2 separate regions of the Zea mays genome follow, and region 1 is linked to region 2. A link is a contact called in public Hi-C data. All regions are on one chromosome and are shown on one strand. Each heading gives the region's core, a stretch centred on a gene start, on an enhancer-like site or on the middle of the called end of the contact. The rest is flanking DNA. Distances are from core to core; before and after follow the strand shown. Region 1 holds the start of LOC103630717 (MACPF domain-containing protein NSL1). Region 2 holds the start of LOC100285412 (dynamin-related protein 1A).

Evidence for each region. Hi-C and Micro-C count contacts between places; a contact is called where the count stands out from the background.
Region 1: a contact with region 2 is called in a Hi-C map of leaf, with 9 times the contacts expected there. The contact joins the promoter of LOC103630717 here to the promoter of LOC100285412 in region 2. A contact is called at or near these places in 2 of 25 Hi-C or Micro-C datasets (ear and leaf).

The regions. Positions count from the first base shown.
Region 1 is chr6:175,317,742-175,320,930 of Zm-B73-REFERENCE-NAM-5.0, forward strand. It overlaps LOC103630717 (MACPF domain-containing protein NSL1), which reads right to left and starts at 1,298. Exons shown (of 5, transcript XM_008651765.4): 1 at 190-1,298; 2 at 1-90. The coding sequence starts at 731.
Region 2 is chr6:174,954,644-174,957,778 of Zm-B73-REFERENCE-NAM-5.0, forward strand. It overlaps LOC100285412 (dynamin-related protein 1A), which reads right to left and starts at 1,560. Exons shown (of 16, transcript NM_001158305.1): 1 at 1,230-1,560; 2 at 683-746; 3 at 490-594; 4 at 55-156. The coding sequence starts at 1,358. It overlaps LOC103630712 (tetraspanin-6), which reads right to left. Exons shown (of 2, transcript XM_008651761.3): 2 at 2,949-3,135.

The sequences.
Region 1 (3,189 bases), core at 48-2,547, 360 kb after region 2:
CTGGAGCCCTTGAGCTGCTTCACGCACACCACGTCCTTGCCTCCCATCTTCACCCCGACGATGACGTGAGTCCCGTACTTGTCGATGAACCTGCAGGGAGGGAGCTAGCAGCAGCAGCACCATCATGAGCTTTCGAGACCCATCACCAGTCACCGCTGCTGCTGGGACGGTGGACTCGACAGTACGTACTCGGCGAGCGCGGCGGGGTCCCAGACGGGCGGGAGGTCCCGCCTGACGTGGTCCCTGAGGGCGAGGCTGGCGCGCACGGCCTCGACGCTGTAGAGCTCGACGAGGCGGGCGTCGAAGCAGAGGCTGCGCGTGGCGGCGGCGTCGCGGTGCCAGCACCCGCGGTAGTCGAACATGGCGTTGAAGGCGCCCGAGGGGATCTTGCTGGCGGGCAGCGACAGCGACCGGTTCACCTCCTCCGCCATCTGCGCGAAGGGGAGCACGTCGGAGCGGAACCGCGCGCGCTCGCCCTTGCCGGCGACGACCCCGGCCGGCACGCCCGCCACGGCGGCCCCGCCGGGGAACGCCAGCTCCCGCGGCGACGGGGACGCGGACTGGGACGTCCCCGGGCCCTTCCCGGCGCCGTCGAGGTCCACCAGCCGGCCACCAGGCTTGGCGCGGCCCAGGCGGAGGTCCCCCGTCAGGTCGTAGCCGCACCCGACCGCGCCCACCGCCGCCTCCGCCGCGTCCTGCGCGGTCATGCGCGCGCCCGAGGAGCCCCGCATCGTCGTCCGGTGGTCCCAGCCCTTACTTCTGCACCGTGCGTGCGGTCGTGCGGATTATAACGGACAGAGCCGCGAGGGGAAGGCCGGCCTGAACTGCTGTACGTGCCGCCAACGGCACGGTACTATTCCGTCGGCCTGCCGTGCGGCGTGGCGTGGCGTGGACTGCGCAGCGCAGCCCGTCGCAGCGTTCTGGTCGCCCTGGTCCGGTAGTGTGTGCGAGTGTGTGGCGTCGGGGGTGGGGCTGCGTGCGGGGGCTGCAGGCGCGGGGACAGCGACGGCGCGGCCCGGGCGAGGTCAAGGTCGTGGGGTGGCGGGGAACCATCGGGTATGGTGGGCCGGGGGGACACGTTAGTGGAGTGACGTGCGGGCGGCGGGTTGACGAGGTCTGGGGGCGGAGTCGCTGTCGCGGGGGCGGGGCAGCCGGAGGCCGGAGCTTGGGGGGGCTACGGGCAGTCGGGCACGGGGATTTGTAGGAGACCGCGGGCGGGCTGGGGTCAGGACGTAGGATACGATCATACGAAGGAAGCAGTCCTGCGGCGGGAGTCTTGCTGCTTCGTCGTCTCATTTTTGCTTGTTCTATATGTGCAAGCTGCAGCTAGTGGTTGCTTGTCTCGTGTGGTATATTTGTTGAGACAATGTTCTGGTCTTCTATTTGGAGAAGAAACAAACAAAGAAAGAAAGCCTAATGATTTTTTAGGAGTCAGGTTTCCAAAACCGTCGCGCATAGGGACGACCGGACGAGGCTGCTGCCTGCTGGTGTGTCACTTTCCCCAGCCATCTTCCATGGCAGTGAACTAAAATTTTGGTCTTTCTGTGTTGCCTGGCCTTGGAAACTTCCATGGTCTGCAACCGGCCGTGTGTCCGTGTCGACACTGATGAATTTCTCGTCTCAGTTCACTTAGATCTGACCAGAGACCTTTCTCACGCGTACGACGAAGGTTCGTGGAGGGTCAGCAGTACGCGGCACACTCCGCTACGAGCCTACGACACTGGTCTCTGGCGTGGCGCCGTCCAACGACGAACCAACAAAATCTTCAGTCAGATCACTATGTATGTTGACGATTTATTTAAAAGTCACAAACATAATTTTGCGTCCTATCCAACCCATGTATGTTGACGATTTAAATATCATTACCTAAAGAGGCGAAGTTCGAGTCGAAATTTGGATCTCACTAAATTTTGCTTACAACTTGCGCACCTTCCGACTAGAACTTTAGTGTGCCTATAGCTATACCGAGAAAGTATTAGCAAAATTCAATATGAACAAATCATATCCCTCCAAAAAAAACCTATAGTTATTTGATCTTTAGAAATGAAAACAGACCAATTCAGACCACATGATGCCCATATACTAGTGTCGTCCATGTACCTTGTAAATCACATCAGACCATGATGTTGCATTTGCAGTGAGCTTTCTAGCTCGACAAAATACTTCGCCCACCAAATGTCATTGGATAGGAATCAAACATATATCCTCATATATGTGAGTGTGAATGTGAATGGTATAAAGAGATCTTGGACTATATAGGCACAAATTCTGATGTGGTTGGATACATAAACGCCAAATATTTATCCGATCCCCCGTAATGGCAAATCATAAACGAGCTTACAATGTGGAATAACCATTTTGTGAATGTGTTTGACTTAGCGATGATTAGCCACGTGCAACGGTTTTGTGGTATTGGTGTTATGGACTCACCAATATTGTATATGAAGATAATGTGGCTCGAGTCACAAAGATGCAAACGAGTTATATAAAACACAATATTAATAAACATATTTCTCTTAAATTGTTTTATCCTCATGAATTACAATATGAGAATAAATAAATATCTTGCAAACCAAATCAAGTTCTAATCTCGACAATTTGTTCACTAAGTCCCTATCAATTTTCTCATTTGAGAAATGTGCTAAAGGAATTGGTATGGGACGACTTAGAAATCTGTAAGATTCAGAAGAAAAAATTCTCCTAAATATTCGCTAGGGTCAAGTCCATCTCTTCCCGCACAACCTCACTTAGAGGTACAACTGATTGGGACCCTTCATCTGCATGCTCTCGAGCCCAAGCTATGGTTTCTTCAGGTCCAACATGTTGAGGTTGTACCTTATCCTATAGAGCCACGATGTAGGGCTCCACCTCGGTGTCAGCCCTGAGCACCATGCCAGCTACCTAAACGACACCATGAATGGTACGACATATACCTCAGGGCCCTCACAATGAGGAAAAAGGCCACCAGCCATAGTTTCATGTTTCGATGCCCCCCTACAACGCATGCATTTGCCAACGAGCCCATCCAATCAGGCCCAGGTGCATGGATCTCACTTCGGTACTTTGCCATGCGGACTAGCCACAAAAAGTTTGCCCCAAATTCTGGAGAAATATGATGGGATGATCAATCCACCGAGTTTCTCTAGATCTATGCTACTGCCATCCTCTCTAGTGGGGGCGTCGAAGAAG
Region 2 (3,135 bases), core at 310-2,809:
TGAGATGTGATAATGCGACGGTAACAATGTACCCTTCAAGAGTTTGCATCTTACCATGGGGAGAAAATATGCTTAAATGGATAGGGACAGTTGATATTTGCTTTGAACGGCCTGTTTCTCGGTCAGTTTCATCAGCTATCTCCTTTCTCACAGCAGCTGCAAGAATACAACTACCATTATGTACCAAGTATCATTTGATAAACTGAGTTTATACAATTTAAAATTCAGACAATTCTGGTTTAGCATTGAAGACCATTTCCCATAAAGCAAGTGTGTGTGTTAGTTCATGTTTAAGGAAAAAACAGCAAACCAGAAGCTAGTATGATAGCATAATTAAAATAATAATATAGAAAGGATGTTTCCATTAGCAACACGAAATTCAACTATAGAACAGTCCTCAACCATAAGTGACAATATAGTTTTATATAATACTATCTCATCAGTCATGAATCATGCAGCTCCAAAAGTAGAAAGGAGCAGATGAATTACCAAAATCTGTAAATCTCTTTCTCGGAAGATGCATGAACTCTGCATATTCCCTGTCACCATCAATTCTGTGGAGCTGCAGCACCAGCGGCCGCCGGGTTACAATGCCTGCAGATACCATTCCAGCCACAATCAGAACACCTAAACAAGAAGTAGCACTGGGATTCACCGCAAATACTCCTTGCTACAAAAGTACCTGAACCCCTCGGTAGGAAATCCTTCCCAACCACGCTCTCCAACACAGATGATTTACCAGAGCTCTGTCAGCAAAATTCAAACGTCAAACTGCGACATTATTTGAATGCATGTAGAAATCGAAACGAGCTTATAGATGTTCACGAGAGCACGAATCCATTTTGAAAAATAGCATCGAACTACGATTTTCATCACGCAAACATCCAATGAACATACTCGCATCCGTACTTGATCACACTAAGTCACTAGTGGACTAGCTTCCCAACCAGACGGGAGTGCGGAACTCAGCAATTAATCAATCAAGCGGGTGGCTGGGCCTGGGCGCATCAAAACCGCTCCAGATGCAAACATGTAAGCGACCCAAATCCAACTTCCTGCACTACGAGTCCGAGTATTGCAGATCCAAGCACCGCCAAGCCGCATCAACAACTAACCCTCGCGGTTCCACCAGCAACCCGCGAGATCCACACCCACGAAGCTGGGGCGACAGCACCAGATCCAATCAGAACCAACGCGAAAAAACGTGCCCGGGAAGGGAAGAAGGGCACCTGTCCTCCAACGACGGCGATAGCCGGCAGCGAGTCCCAGAGCGTCGGGAGGGCGCTCTCCTCTCCGTGGTCTCCGAGAGCCGTGCAAGCCCTCTGCAGCTTGTTGACGAGGGTGATCAAGTTATCCATGGCCGCGGCGCAGGGTGGGCGAGATCTGGCCGGGTCGCGCGACGCGGCGGGGGAGTCGAGATCGAGACGCGGAGCAGGAAGAAGGGAGGCGGGGGAACGAGGTGAGGCCGACCGCCCAGCCGCGTCTAGGCGTCGGTCGTTGGTCTCGAGCTGTGGCCTGGATGGAGAGGTTGTGCAGGCGAGCGAGCGACGGTGGTCTGGTGTCTGGGAGCGTCGGAGTTGATTTGGGTTTTGAATTGAACGTGGTCTGTGTCGTACCAGCAGCGTGGTGGGCTGCCAGCTGATCTAGCTCTATGTTGCCATGTTGGGATGCTCTCTTCAGGTAGAGTTTCAGTAGATTTGATTTCCAGACTTGAGTTTCAGCTGATCTAGCTCTATGTTTGAATGCACTAAAGGAGTCGTCTCCTTCATCTGAAGAAATTAAATTTTACTTAGTTTGATTTGGAATTTAATATTTTACCATTTTCTAAAGCTTAGATATAAGCCTATCCTATATTCATAGGACATATATGGAAATTGTTTTCATAGGACATATATGGAAATTGTTTTTATGCATCACTGATCTTTGTTTTATTTTGCAACATATGACACGCTCTTCTGCTCGCTCCTTTTTAATAGAAATACTAGTAACTTAAGCGCGCGTCCCGCGCGCGTAGAAAACATTCAGTAATCCTGTAGAGTAATCTTGTGTAGCAAACATTTAGAAAGCTTGTGTATAGAACATTTAGAAAAAATAGCAATTATGTCTATTTTAAAGAAATAAGCGGTTGAAGTAAGTCTGGTTGAAAAACAAAAGAAACTTAGAAGCATGTAGACCTGTAAGGACAAAATAAAAGTAAGTTAGGTTTAGTGTTACCTTAACAAAACTTATGGAGCTGGGATTTCATCTTCAAATCAGCTTTTTCATAATCCACTGAGCTATAAAAAATTAGCACTGACAACTGATTTAAGCACCAAGTTGAGCCCCCTTAATTGCTGGAAAAATTTTCATTTTGGAAAGACATGGAACACTAGGTACACCCTATTGAACAAGACAACCATTCTTTCCGGCATGTTCCTTGCTAGACCCTTCTAAATGGACATGGATCACAGGATACATGGCTTTTTTCAAAACACAGATTATTTCAGAACTGGAGACACATCTGGTCCAACCGTCCAATAAGCCTTTGGCACCTTTTTTCACTTTGTGATTCGGACTGTGTTACTCCGATTGAAAACAAATTGCTGTACCATACCTGATACCAGTTTTGCGACCAATAACAGGTCAATGTGAATATGTTCTGCGACAATCAATGCCAATAATAGATGATCACCGTGAGTTATTATGCCTGTATGAGATTTTCTCTCTGTTTTTTTGTCTGTGTATTTTGTTTTATGTGCCAAAAATGGGCTGCTGTCGGAATTCCAGTGAACATGTCTCTGAAACATTGTTGAATAGCCTGCCCCCGATTTGACTTCAGTGTAAAGGAATCCAGTGTAATCACATCATAAGTTATGTCCAGAAGACAGTACCTAATGAGATAGAGAAGCCACACCAACAGTAGAACAGGCATAACTGATAGCTTCTTGTGTGGTTTGGTTTCCCCCATATACATGGAACCACTTCTGTCCTGGATTAAAATTCTACATGATACAATGCTGGCTACCATATTGAAGGGGAAAAAAACTAGGCATCTCTTTTACTTCATGGCTTAGTCTCCTCTTAACTCAAATATCTATAGAAACTAAACTCTGCAGACCTGGAAACAAATAGAGTACCACAGGGGCTAATAACACA